3 separate regions of the Sus scrofa genome follow, and all the other regions are linked to region 2. A link is a contact called in public Hi-C and HiChIP or PLAC-seq data. All regions are on one chromosome and are shown on one strand. Each heading gives the region's core, a stretch centred on a gene start, on an enhancer-like site or on the middle of the called end of the contact. The rest is flanking DNA. Distances are from core to core; before and after follow the strand shown.

Evidence for each region. A called contact is a pair of places that touch in the nucleus more often than the background predicts. HiChIP or PLAC-seq counts read pairs in DNA pulled down with a chosen protein or histone mark.
Region 1: a Hi-C map of retroperitoneal adipose tissue shows a contact between it and region 2, with 1.8 times the contacts expected there. The contact joins the enhancer-like site here to the promoter of CSTB in region 2. A contact is called at or near these places in 1 of 5 promoter capture datasets (liver) and 3 of 47 Hi-C or Micro-C datasets (embryonic fibroblasts, retroperitoneal adipose tissue and subcutaneous adipose tissue).
Region 3: a contact with region 2 is called in an H3K27ac HiChIP or PLAC-seq map of alveolar macrophages. The contact joins the promoter of PFKL here to the promoter of CSTB in region 2. A contact is called at or near these places in 2 of 5 promoter capture datasets (fetal liver and fetal skeletal muscle) and 1 of 2 datasets of contacts at active chromatin or transcription factors (alveolar macrophages).

What each region holds. Positions count from the first base shown.
Region 1 is chr13:206,299,469-206,303,928 of Sscrofa11.1, reverse strand. No RefSeq gene overlaps it. Among named protein-coding and RNA genes, the nearest start is that of CRYAA, 7.8 kb to the right of the region's middle. Within about 2 kb of position 3,003, at least 53 of the 83 cell types and tissues checked have an H3K27ac peak or open chromatin away from gene starts, as enhancers often do. A contact at or near this core is called in liver, retroperitoneal adipose tissue and subcutaneous adipose tissue, where this site is marked.
Region 2 is chr13:206,707,479-206,711,866 of Sscrofa11.1, reverse strand. It overlaps CSTB (cystatin B), which reads left to right and starts at 1,269. Exons shown (of 3, transcript NM_001097496.1): 1 at 1,269-1,378. The coding sequence starts at 1,313.
Region 3 is chr13:207,164,529-207,169,016 of Sscrofa11.1, reverse strand. PFKL (ATP-dependent 6-phosphofructokinase, liver type) reads right to left here and starts at 1,730. Exons shown (of 22, transcript XM_021071510.1): 1 at 1,529-1,730. The coding sequence starts at 1,613.

The sequences.
Region 1 (4,460 bases), core at 1,754-4,253, 410 kb after region 2:
AGCCAGTGTGGGCCCGTCAGGCGGATGCGTCCTAACCCAGCTCCTGAAGCAGAGGCAGAGTCCCAGCTCTTGTGACAGAGGCCCCGGGGGGCTGGTCAGGAGGGGGTGTCACCAAACGCACCCGGGCCGTTCGCTTTCATTTCGCTCGAGGTCGAGGCACCACGGATCCCCTCACAAAGGGTCTCGACCCCAGTGAACCCGGACTGCGGCCGCGCCGGGCCTCCCACCCCAGGCCTCCCGCGCCTGGTCGATGCTTCTGGGCCTCTGTCTCTCCTTGATTTCCTGATTTATTTTTTCTCGTGGAAAACCTCCTACGGCAGGTCCCAGGCTAGGGGTCGAGTCAGAGCCGCAGCCACGGCCACACGGGATCCGAGCCACATCCGCCACCTATACCACAGCTTGAAGCAACCCCGGACCCTTAACCCACGGAGTGAGGCCAAGGATCGAACCTGCATCCTCACGGACACTATGTTGGGTTCTTAACCTGCAGAGCCACAGTGGAAACTCCTTCTTTAAAGTGGGTCAGTGTCTGCCCTGCCGAGCTCAGAGCTGCCCTCCAGGGACAAGGGCAGTGGCGCACGTGACGTGTCCCAGCCGCCGAGGGCTGTGTGACTCAGGGCCGTCCGTCCTGGTCGCGGGTGGGAGAGTGACGCCCCAGACGTGTCTCAGGTCCAAACCCCAGAACCCGCAAAGCTGCCCTTATTGGGAAAGGGTCTCGGCAGATGAAACGAACGTAAGGATTGAGGTGCAGCCGTTCCGCTTTTACACGAGCGGACCTCAGCGCCCGTGGCTGGTGTCCTCCCGAGACGACCACAGGGGACTGTCCACCCCCCGGGATAGACTGCGATGGCAAAGAGAAGAAAAAAGAGCGAGTATGAGAAGAACTGAGTCACTGCACGGCAGACATTGGCACAACATTGCAAATCAACTATTCTTTAATTTTTTAAATTAAAAAGACGAAAGGGAGAAGAGCAGAGAGCCACAGGCAGGAGGTCGGTGGCCCTGGAGGCAGAGACTGGGGGGCGGGGGCAGACGCAGCCCCAGGAGCGGGAAGAGGCAGGAGGACCCGCAGCCCCTGGGGGGCTGACAGCCACAGACACCTTCCTCCCACACTTCTGGCCTCCAAATAAATTTCTGTGTTTGAAGCTGCCCGGTTTGTGGCCACCTGTCCTGGCAGCCCCCCGGAAACCGGCACGGCCCTGCGGTCTGCCTGTCGCCAGAAACACGCTGGACGGTGGCTGCAGGAACGGGCAGTGAGAAAGTCAGGACCCGGCTCAGGAGCGGTCAGCTGGGGTTCGCATCCCCCCCACCCCCGCCCCAGGCCACTCCTTATAATTCAGCTTTTCACAGGAAACCAGCAAAAGGAAGCACCTGCTCCAGTAAGTCCCCGCAAGGGAGCCCAGGGTGAGCTGTCCGCATGGACTTGCACACAAAGTCCCCACACATGGCTGTCCCCAAACATAGCTGTCCCCAGCCATGGGGAGGAAAGCGGCCCTGGTCCCCCCCAGGAATTGCTCCATCATCACCGGAAAGCTGCCAAGGTCCCGCAGTCGTGTGGGCAGAATGTGGGCATCCCACCTCTACCCCCCTGGTCTGACTGGTCTCCCCGGTGCCCCCCCATCATACTTAGCAACCTGCAAACCCACCCTTAAGTGCAGTGAGGCTCTGTCTGAAGAGGTTTTGGAAAGATGTGTTTTTAAGCACAATATTTATTATTGTTGTTGTTGATTTCTGGCTCCTGGGGGTGGGGGGCTGGGCGGAGATGAAGGCAAGAGGGAAGAGCCTGGGGAAGAAGGAGCAGCCTGATCCTCATGTTCCTTGCCCGTGACCTTGGGGTGCCCTTGAGCACACCGTGCCCTCCCCCCCTCCAGGCTCAGCAGCCAGGCGCTGCAGCCACACCGAGACGGCCAGGCGTTCCCAAAAGCCCCTCGTGAAAGGGACTGCTCGCCAGCACACAGGGAGGCTCCCCTCAAGGGGGGGAGACGGGCAGGATATGTCTGGCGTGGTTGTGTCTTCAAGTTCAAGCACACATCAGACAGAGAGAAGCTGACGGGAGGCAGGAAATAGAGCCTAGAGCCTGCTCGTGGCCATTGCAGGTGCGTGTAGTGCGTGTCTGTGTGTGCATATGTGTACACAGACGTGCAGACGTGCATACTCTGCACCTGTGGCTCACACTATGTGTTGTGCATGTGTGTGTGCTTGTGTGTTTGTGTTTGCATGTGCATGTGACTTGAGCCGTACGTGCACGTGTGTGCGTGCGTGAGCCCACACACATGCGTGTCTTCTGTTGGGTTCTGTTTTTGTGACAGCAACCTGCACACATCCACCACCCCTGCTCCTGCAGATTCCACCCCCAGCCCAGGATCCTGGAGCAAACTCACAGCGGCAGAACCCCCAGCCTGGCCACCCCAGCAGCCAGGACGCTGGCCCTAATGTGGGCCACATGGGGGCCGCAGCCCTGGGCCAGGCCGCCCCTCCCCGGCCCCAGCCTGGGCGGAATCCCCTTTGGGCAGCCCACTCCCATCCCAAGTCCTGAAGGCCAAGGGAGGTGCTAGGTGGCAGGCACCGCCCTGACTCCAGGAGACAGGTCCTGGCCTTGTCCCTCAGGTCCCAGGCCCCCCTGGTGGCTTCCCCTTGGACGTGCGGTCTGACACAGGTGCACAGCCTCGGGGTGTAGCATCTGGCTGATGAGACCGCTGACCTGTGACCCCGCCACTGTGCCCACCCGCATCAGGTTCCTGTCTGACACGGCTGGACACAGTGTTGAGGCACTGTGTTAGGGCTGCCTGCCAAGGCCATGTCCCCTCTGGGCACGTGGCAGGACCCGAGGCTGCTCTAGAGTCTTCCCAGAAAGAGACCGTGGGAGCCAGCAGGCCCATGGCCAGAGAGGGCCGACACACGACGTCATTCTGCCAGGGGGGAGATCCCCCAGAGCCACAGGGGGCCCCCCCCACATGGTGCTGGCCTGCCAGGCAATGATTTGCCCCTTTTCAAATGATTTCACAAACAAGAAAACGAAACAAAAACTGCTTGTTGTAAAGAAATACCACTGGCTCCCAGTGGGGCTTTTCTTTTCAGTGTCCTCTGTTGGACACCCACTCCCTGGGTCAGGACGGGGTTTCCCAGAGCTCTCGCGGCCGGCCCACCCCCAGGAGCTGGTCGCAGCAGATGCGCGGCTGCTTCTGGACCCGTGAAGGTGACCTCTCAGCTCCGCCCCTTCTTCCCGCGAGGGCCGGGCGGCCAAGACAAAGCCTCTGCTGGCACCTGGTGGTGAGTCTTGGAAACGCAGGAGGCCACGGGCTTGCTGGACGCCCCTGGGAGAGAGTACCATCCCCCCCACCCCTCCCACTCCCCCCCACCCACCCTGCGCCTCGTGAACTGGTGAGAAGCAGGATCTGATACTCAGAGGGCCTCAAAAATCTGCCTGTGGTCACACAGCAAGTCACCTGCAGATCAGGACCAGGCTGACTTCTTCAGTGCCTTCTGACTTGGGGTGAGCTGTGAGGCTGTATAATGACACCTGTCGTGCAGGGGCTGGAGTCCTGCCTTTGAGCTCAGACAGGCAGGGTGAGTCCTGGCCGGGCCCTCCCCGATGGGAGCGCCAGGTAAGTGACTCAGCCTGGAAGCCTGCTTTTCTCCCTAACAGTGGAGCCCGTTACAGGCAGCTGGGCTGCTTTGGGGCTGCCAGCTGCCAGTGTGGCTGGCACAGTGTCTGGCACACAGTAGGTGCTCCGCCAATGCTCTTCCTGCTGCTGCTGCTGTTGATAAATGTCAGTGATGACCCTGCAGCTCAGGGTGACCGTGAGATCCCGGAGGGGACCTCGGTTCCTGCTCCAGAACCACGTAACCACGTGCAAGCCTCCTATTTGCTGGAATGAGAAGGTGCCCCTCCCCCCAGGATCTAGAATGAGACCTAGGGGTGGGGAGGCTGCTCTGCCGCCAGGCCACACCCCGTCACTGACCCACCCACGGAGGCAGCTGCTGTTACTCCGGAGTCCCTCAGGCTCTCCTGGATGTGAGTTTCTCGTGGAGAATTATCAGCTCGCAGACTCCTGGGCTTCAGCCCCACACAGGCCAATTCGGCAGGTCTGGGCCAGGGCCTGGGCATCTGTATTTGTGCAGGACTCTGAGTGGGGCCCACAGACCATCAGTTTCAGGGGATGCTGGCCAACCCGCCTTCACAGTTTGGTGGTGGGGACAGCCGCGTGTCCTAGGGTGAATAAGGCTGGACTCCAGTGGCCCAGGACTGTCTGGGGAGTGGCCCCCAGGCAAGACGTGACCAGAAGTGGACAGGGTGGGGGGAAGGCCAGCGGGCCAAGAAGCATCAGCAGGCAGCAGAGGCGGGGCAGCCGTGCGGGAGGTGAACCCCGGGCCTACAGCACGTGGACAGGCGTGAGTCTGGAGGGAGGAGCAGGAAGGGCAGCAGGTGGTCCCTTGGGTTCTGAAGTTCTTCCTACAAC
Region 2 (4,388 bases), core at 20-2,519:
GCAGAGTCAGCACCCGGTCATGGGAGAGGGCCAGCGCCCACTGGGGTGCAGCCCTGCAGGGAGGGGGCGGCTGAATCTTTTTGAAAGGCAGGTCCTGTCCAGGCAGCCCCATGGGCCCCACCCTCCTGGATAAGACAGGGGCCTGTCCCCTCCCAGGTGCTTGAACCTCATCTAAATCCTAAGCCAAATCCCATCAGGACCAAGCCCTTAACTGACATCCTGGATCTGACCCCCGCCCCAGCCCGAGGCCTTAGGAGTCATCAGCTCGCCATCACTGGACTCCTTTGTGCCTTTTCTGTCCACCCACGTCAGCACTGGGCCCCCAGCGCACACACTTGTGATGCACACAGCAGCCCACACAGCAGGTGGACACAAGTGGGGCACCTTTGCTGGTGCCGGGGCCAGGCGAGCAGAGGAACAGGGCAGTGAGCAGAGGAACTGTCAGGGCGGCGACTGCGCGTGGGGCCTTCTCTCCCCTCTGTCCGCACGTCTCAGGTCCAGCTGCCCCCTCCTCTCCAGATTCCAAATGCCGGCGTCATTTCTGGACCTCCCCCTGTCATCACATCAAACTTGGGGGGGGGGGAACTAAGGCAGGGCAGAGGGATCAGGGAGCACTGTGCGGTCTGGGGGGCCAGGATGGAGCCAGGCTGAACCATCTCCACCCCGCATGCTACCGGGCCAACATTCCCCACAGGGCAGCGCGGGACTGGGACAACTCCCACCCACCCACCGTGCCCACCCTGCGCCCACCCCCACCACTCCTCTCCCGATATTCCCCGCGCTGCATCCCCACTCCCACACCCCATCCTGCAGGGCAGCGTCCACCCCCGGGGGATCGGAACCCCACCGTCCCCACCCTCCGCCCCCTCCCGCTGGGCGTGGGCCACACCCGCCCCGGACCCCGCCGGCCCTGCCCCCACTCGCGCCCCATCCTGCGGGCCCCGCCCCCCGACTCGGCCGCAGGGAGGACGCCACCCAGCTCCGGGGGGGAGATGGCCCTGCAGCACACGACCCTTGGCCCCGAGACGGTGCCTGCCGGGGGTCCCAGGCTGCGACCGTGCGCCTTCCCCGCGTCCGTCGCGAAGGGGGTGCCGCGCGCCCCATTCCCAACCCGGACGCCCCGCGCCGTATTCCGATCCCGGCATCCACCCCCCCGCCCCGCCTTGCGTAGTGGTTCCGCCCGCGCATCACATGACCGCCTCTCTAGGTATTTGTGCTCCGCGGAGGTCCGCCACTCCGCCACTGTCCGCTGCTCCTACGTGACAGTCGCTCCGCGACCGCCGCCCGGTGTCTGCGCCCGTCCACCGCCACGATGATGTGTGGCGCGCCCTCCGCCACGCAGCCCGCCACGGCCGAGATCCAGGCCATCGCCGACAAGGTCAGGGCTGCGAGGGGCGGGCCGGGTCCTGGGGGCCGGGGTTGGCAGCAGGCCTCGCCGCTGGGAGGGAGGCGGTGCGCCCGTGCGCATCCCCCCGCCCCGAGGGCCGGGCTGGGCGCAGGACGATGCCCCTGCACGCCTGTCAGGCGCGAGCCGAGGTGTGCACAGAGGGAGGGCCGCGAGGGGACGATTCCGCAAAAGCGCTCAGCAAACCCTGCAGCCTGTGAGTGAGGTCACCGTGAGCGAGTCTGGGGACGGGGCACACCGGCGCCCTAGACTCAGACTTGCACGTTTGTTGCGTGCACGTTTGAAACAGTCACCAGAACCAGGCAGAGCCTGGTCCAGACCCTGGGCGGCTGTGGCGCTGCCTCCAGAGGCACCTGGTGGGCAGGAGCCGGTGAGGATGGAAGGAGCGCGCCCTGCACTACCTGTCATCGGTGAGGCAGGGCGGGCTTTACGAGACAAGTTCAGGGCACAGGAAGGCTGAGTTCCGATAAGAGGGGGAAAAAGGAGACAAACTTTCATCTCCTTTAATGCGGCCCCGCTTCCTAAACTGGAGGCAGGAGGTCAGCGCCCTGTCCTTGCTCAGGTGGCCCTGACCATCTGCAAACCGTGGTGGCGGTGAGTCCGTCTCTCGGGGCTTTTGAAAATGAGCGAGTTCCCAGGGCGGAGTGTGAGCGGGGCTGGGAGGCGGTTCCTACAGCTCTTAGCCCACAGCCACCCAGAGCCCAGCCACCCACCTCTTCCTGGTTCTCCAGGCTGAAAAGTCCCCGCGTGTCACGTGAACTCTGTGTGTCACCTCCCTCGGGAAAACGGAGTTGCTGTTTCGAGGGCCGCTGGGTTAGATGTCCCTCCCTTGAAAGTGACATGTCAGTGGACAGTTGTTGTTGCTGCTGGGCAGGGGCACCGTCTGGCGGCCTTGGCACTGACGCTTTCGGGAGCGGTCTGGGCTGCAGATGAGCACCGAGGCCGGAGATGGGGCCCCGGTCAGAAGCTGGCCACGGTGGTTCCTTCTGTCCCACCTCATCGAGTGGTCAGCTCCTGTCTCAGAGCCTTCTCTCCGTTCCTCCTGGGCCCCTCAGGGCTGGGAACTGGCAGGTCCCCTTGGCCACAGCCCAGCCCACCTTTCTCCTGGTCAACAACTGCCGGCCCCCGGGCTGTGGCCTGGCCTGGCGTTGGTGGCCTCCACATTCCGTGTTCCGCCGCCTCTGTTGGGGCGGGGGTTTCTCACCTGTGCTTGCAAAGGGCAGGGGCTTTCCTGCCTCCACTCCTGATACCGAGAGATTGTTCCCGCCTCCCGGGGGGCTTGGGGCTGTCCCTCAGCCCCCTGGGCTTGTAAACTATCTGCAGGGTCACTTCCCCGCAGACCTCGCCCGGCACCTCCCAGGGAGAAGGCTCCCCAGGTGAGAATTCAGACTCGGGTGGGCACTGGCCCCCGGGGCACACACACCGCCACCTCGGCAGCCACGCGGAGAGAAGGCAGCCTGGCTTCTGGCTGACCCTCCGTCCTCTCCTTTCTGTCCATCTTCTCCGCCCTGGAAGGCCACGCAGCCTTTGCCACAGGGACGCACTGGACTCAGTGACAGAGATCCCCTCGTCCCTAGCGTGCTTCCTGGCTTCACTGAAAGGTCCGGTGACTCCAGTACAGAGTCACTGTGCCCTAGTGCCTGCCGGTGATCCTGAGAGCAGCCAGGTTTGAAACTAGATTAGGTTTTTTTTTTTTTTTTTCTAATTTTATGATTATTATTTTTTTGTCGTTGCTCCTGGCATGAGGATGTTTGCCAGCCAGGGATCGAACCCTCGCCAGAGCTGAGACCCGGACCGCAGCAGTGACAACGCCAGATCCTTAAGCTGCTGAGCCCCCAGGGACGTCCTAGATGAGATTCCAAAGTCAAAACCAAACCAGACCTGCCCGCCCCTTTCTCCGTACAGATGCTCAATTCCTGAAAGGCCAAGCGAGACCTTGGAAATCAGCACTGATCCAAAAGCCCAGTCACTGTGTGCCAGTAACTGCTCCCAAAGGAAGGCATCTAAAAATGCAGCAAAGCATTTTACCTGCTGTATTATCTGTTACAGGAGAGCGTGGGAATGCTTAAGGAAATGAAGGCCTATCTATCAGATGGAAGAGTAGATTTAAATTGAACATTAAATTTGACTTAACATATTAAAATGTTTTAGTTTTGGAGTTCCCGTCGTGGCGCAGTGGTTAACGAATCCGACTAGGAACCATGAGGTTGTGGGTTCGATCCCTGGCCTTGCTCAGTGGGTTAAGGATCCAGCGTTGCTGCGAGCTGTGGTGTAGGTTGCAGACGCGGTGGCTCGGATCCCACGTTGCTATGGCTCTGGCGTAGGCCGGTGGCTACAGCTCCGATTAGACCCTAGCCTGGGAATCTCCACATGCTGCGGAAGTGGCCCTAGAAAAGGCAAAAAGACCAAAGTAAAATAAAATAAAATGTTTTCGTTTTCAAGGGTCACATAGTAAATAAACTATATACACAGAGTCCCCTGGTGGTCTCGCTGGTAAGGAGTCAGCTTTGTGACGACTGTGTGTGGCTCAGGTTTGATCCCTGGCCAGGGAAATTCCGCATGCCACAGGTACAGAAAAAAAAAAAAAAAAAAAAAATTTGGTGTATAGTCTCTGGTCCTAAATAAACAGAAAGAAACCCACATAAAGTACAAACACACACATTTTTAAAAACCTTTCAAATAGTCTTTCAAACACACACATTTTTAAAAACCTTTCAAATAGTCTTTCAAACACACACATTTTTAAAAACCTTTCAAATAGTCTTTCAAACACACACATCTTTAAAAACCTTTCAAATAGTCTTTCAAACACACACATTTTTAAAAACCTGTATAGTCTTTCAAATGCACTGGCTACGTAACAAAGAGAAATAGGGTGTGAACTTGTCGTGATGATGAAAATACAAAGCTATATCTCACGCCTGGAGAAGAAAGGCAGGTCGTGCAGGGCAATGGTACCGCTGACCCCGCAGCAGAATTAAGG
Region 3 (4,488 bases), core at 481-2,980, 460 kb before region 2:
GCAGGCTCTGCCTTCAGCTGGCCCGCCTGCCATGGGTTCCTTCCTCCCCGGCCCTTCAGCAGCCCCCACTGAGGCCACGTCCTGTTAGGTTCGTGCCAGGGGAGCGGGACACACCACCCAGCGGGCTCTGTGCCGCCACCTAAATGCATGTCCTATGCTTCCCAACCCCCCACCCAGTGCCGGCGTCATCGTCTCCATGGTGCAGACAGGAGACTGGGGCGAGACCCCTGTGCCCAGGCGAACCCAGGCCTCCCTGGAGAGGCGGGGCCTCCCTGGAGAGGCGGGGCCAGCCCCCTCAGGATGTCTGCCCTCCACACACCCGGCCCTTCCTGGGCTCCAAACTCACAAGATGATGCTTGCCCAAAACCACCCTCCAAGCCTGCTCTCCTCAGGCCCCGTGGGCCCCCCGGCCACATTCTAAGAAAAGCCCCACTGCCAGCAACAGGCTGCAAGCGCTCCAGCCACGCGGGTTGCAGACATGCAGCAGAGCACAGTGCCCGCCCGCCAGGCCGGGTCCAGAGAGCTGAGCCCTGCGCAGGCCGGCGGGATGCAGGCAGCGCTGATTCCTCCGGCCTCCTGGGCTGGCGCCCTGGTGAAAGCCCCTCCCTCCTACCTCTTCCCTCTTGGGGGGGAGCAGGGGCTCAGGGCCTGCGGCAGGCCCAGGAGGTGTGTGTCTGCGCTTTCTGATCTGGAGGGAGGCAGACCAGGCCCAGTCATGAACACTGAAGGTGCCAGCTCTCTCCCTCCCAGGCAGGCCTGCCTCCCGGGCTATGTCAGGTCTCTCTCTGGGTTCCAGGAGTGCGGTGCGGCCATGCGGCCAGGCACAACAGGTGCCGCCCTGGCCATCCCAGGCGGAGGCGCTGGAGAGCAGCAGTCTGACCAAGACCAGGCCTCCAGGAGGGGCCGCCTGGAGGGGCACTTGCCCAGCTCTGCCAGGTCCTGGCTGCAGGGCGCAGGGCAGGCCACGAGGAAGGCCACAGTCTTTGGCTCCCCATGTACCAGGGGTCGAGAAGAGGGCCGCGCTAAAGAAAAATGCCCCAGAGCCACCCTGGAAGCTGGTTTGGGGTTAACCCTATGCCCCCAGGTCGTGTTTCAGAACCAGGAAGAGCCGGGTTCTCCCGGCCTGCGGGGACCTGCCCAGCCTTCCGAGGCTTCCGCGCAGCGTGGCCTCCAGGAAAGGCGGTGGCGGTTCCTGACCCCGCCACCGGGAAAGGGCGCAGAGAGCGACCGGGGGGCAAGAGCGCCCTGTCCCGGCCGCAGCCGGCCGCACAGACACACCCCCGGCGGGCGGGGCGCAGAGGCCGTGGTGGGTGGCACGTACGCGGGCCCGGCGCGTCGGGGCGGGTGCAGGACTGGAATGGGGACCCGGACGGGGGCACGAGGACTGGGAGAGGGCGGGAGGCGGAGCCCGGCTGGGGCACCGGCTGGCCGCGCGCCTCAAGTGCTGGTCGAGGGTGGCCAGCGCGCCCCAGGGGCCCGGGGAGCACACCCGCTGCCCGCGGGCGACCGGCGGTGCGCCAGCACCCACCTTGCGCATCGCCGCCGCTGGTCAGCACGCCGATGGCCTTGCCGGCCCCCGACGTGCGCAGCTTCTCCAGGTCCACGGTAGCCATGGCGGCGCCGACTCCGCCGAGCTCGCTCTCCCGCCCCGCGCCGCCGCTGTCGCCAGGCCCGCCCCGCGCCCTGCGCCCCGCCCCGGCGCCGTGTGAGGTCACCGGTGTCCACGCCGGCGGGGCAGCGGGGGCGGAGCGCGGGGCGGGGCCGACGTGCCTGCGCCACCGCCCCCGGTCGCAGGCGCGCACCCCGGGTACCTGCGCCGCAGGACTGCGCCTCCTCCCGACCGTGCCAGCCTCCTCGGCCACGTTTCTAAACCTGCTCCGTCTAACAAGTGGGGAGCGTTTAGGGAGGGGCTGTCGGTCACAACTTGTGGCCAAGCTGGTCAAGTACGGTGGCCAGACGAGAGGCAAGTCGGGGCGGCCAGAATGTGTCCCTCTGCCAAGCGCTGCCTGCCTGGCTCCTCGGAGGAATTTGTCTTTCTGGGCGCCGATCTGCTGCAACTTTGTTCCTTACACGTGACCGCCCCCAAGCTTTAGCTGAAGGCCCACCCAGAGGCGTCTGACTGAGATGCAAAAGGAATTAAGAGGCAAACCCGTCAGCATTCATTCATTCATTCATTCAGCTGTCACTCCAGGCAATGTTGGCTGGACCCTTGGAAAACTTGCACACTTGCAGCGCCTGGGCGGGGCGGGGGGGGAACCTGGGGTGGGCACCTGAGTCCGGGCGGTGGGCTCTACTTTGGCTGGTCAGTAGGGGAGTCACTCGGAGGGATGGAGCCCCTCCCCCATCCAACCCGCCCCTAAGTGGGGAGCCTGCGCAGTCACAGGAACACATTTGACCCCTGCTCTCCATAAGCCTGGTCACTGGCGGGAGGGTACCCGTGAGCCAGATTGGGGGCTGCAAGGAAAGGCACCCATCCTGACCCAGGGCTGGCAGTGGGTGGGGCCCACTAGGAGGCTGGTGGAGATGCAGCAAGTGTGTTCTGTTTCTTGAGCTGAGCGGTGACACAGGTGTGTTTGCCTTAGGAAAACTCAGCAAGGCTATGAGTTGGGCTTTGTGTGTGTTATATTTGTTCTTTATATATGTTACGTTCTAATACGAAGTTTACCTAAAACTATTCCACTGTAGGGGGAGAGCAAGTGGGAGGTGTTGGAGAGAGAGAATTTCTGTTCTGCAGAAATTGAGCGCGTCCCAGAGCCAGCCGTCCAGCCGGTGCCAGGAGTTACTCACTCCGTAGCGTACACTCACACTTGGCCGAGAGGTGGACTTTGCTAAGAGTTCTTATCATGAGTAACAACAGATGTTTCTTACATTTTGACAGAAGGGAAAGAGGGACCTCATCACTTCCACTTGTACCAAGTCAGGCACGGGTAAGAATCTGGGCGCTCAACTGACCTTCTGGCCTCAGGTTGAGAAGACGGGAGGGCTGCAGGGGTTCTGGGGGAAGACAGCCCACTTGGAATTGTCTGTGCCCTCAGGAGCCCACCCCTGCCTTGGGGTTGGCGGGCAGTGGCCCTCGCCATCAGGTGCACAGCTGTCATCCTGGGATCTCTGTCTCCATCTGTCTCCCTGCTGAGTCTCGTGGCCACCAGCCCCCACGTCACCCTCCCTCATCTGGGGGGGGGCGTGTCCACCAGGAGCTCCCTAAGAAAGGGCATCACGTTTCTGCACGTGTGAAATTGGTCTTACTCCACCCTGGTACTTGATGAAAGACTTGCTATGTCTAGAAATTCAGGCTAGAAGTCATTTTCCTGCAGAATTTTGGTGTCTCCCAGCGTTCCTTGCTTCCGGGATTGCTAGTGAGAAATCAAAGTCACTCGATTCCTCACTGTTTGCACAAGACCCGATAGTTCCTCCCTAGAAGCTGGCAGAACCTTCCTCTCCCAGGGGCAGTAAATTTCCACAGGAAGTACCTTGCATGGGTCTGTTCCCAGCTCCCTGCCCACACACGCTGGGTCCCGTGGAAAGTAACATAATGTCTTTTCCATCAAAGGAAATCTTGGTGACTCCATTTTGCTGAAATGCCTTCCTGAGAAACCCCCCCCCCCGCCTCCTCCTTCCCATTTCTCCCAGTAACAATCTGTTTCAAATTAGCCAGTGGGAAGCATGTGCGCCCTGACCTGACCCATGGGAAGGGGACAGGTGCATCACCTGCGTTAGGGAGAAATAGAGGAGGGTCCTTTGTTCGGCGCGTGCACTTTTTGGAGTGCCTGTGCCCTTCTGCGGAAGTAAGGAGCCTTGTCAAGGTCTCCCCGTGTGCATGTGTCTCATTTTTCGACACTAACGATCCGAGCCATGTGCCCAACAGTCCTTTTGTTTGTTTGTTTTTCCCCCTGCCATGGCACATGGAAGTTCCTGGGCCAGGGATTGAACCAGCCCTGGCCAGAGCAGCAACCCGAGCCACTGCAGTGACGATACCAGATCCTTAACCCACTGTTCCAGAAGGATGCAGCCGCATGCAGAGAGGGCAGGGATCCAACTCTGGGACTTTTGATCACAACAGCACGTGTGTCCTCTCTGGGACAAGTCCCTGCACTACTACTCCCCTGAGGACTCCCTCTCTGTCTTTCCTGTCACTCTTTCTGCAACTCCTGGTACATGCACTTCGGACCTCCCAGCTGATGGCCTAGACAGCTTTACTTTCTATTTTTGGAAAGTCTTAGCTTTCTTTTCCTATTTTATGACTCGTTTTTACTCTGCATTCAGAAAGCTTTATTTAGCTTTGCTATCCCAACCTTGTGTAAAGTTCTCCATTTCTGCTGTCATGGTTTTGCTTTCCAAGAATGGTTGTTGCTCTCGAAATGTTCCTTTTAACTGAGTCTTATTCTTGTTTCATGAATACAGAGCCTACCTCCCCAAGAATCTTCTAGTTTTATTTGATTTTTTTTCACTTTCATGCCTCCTTTCTGCATCTGTTTTTGTCCACCCCAC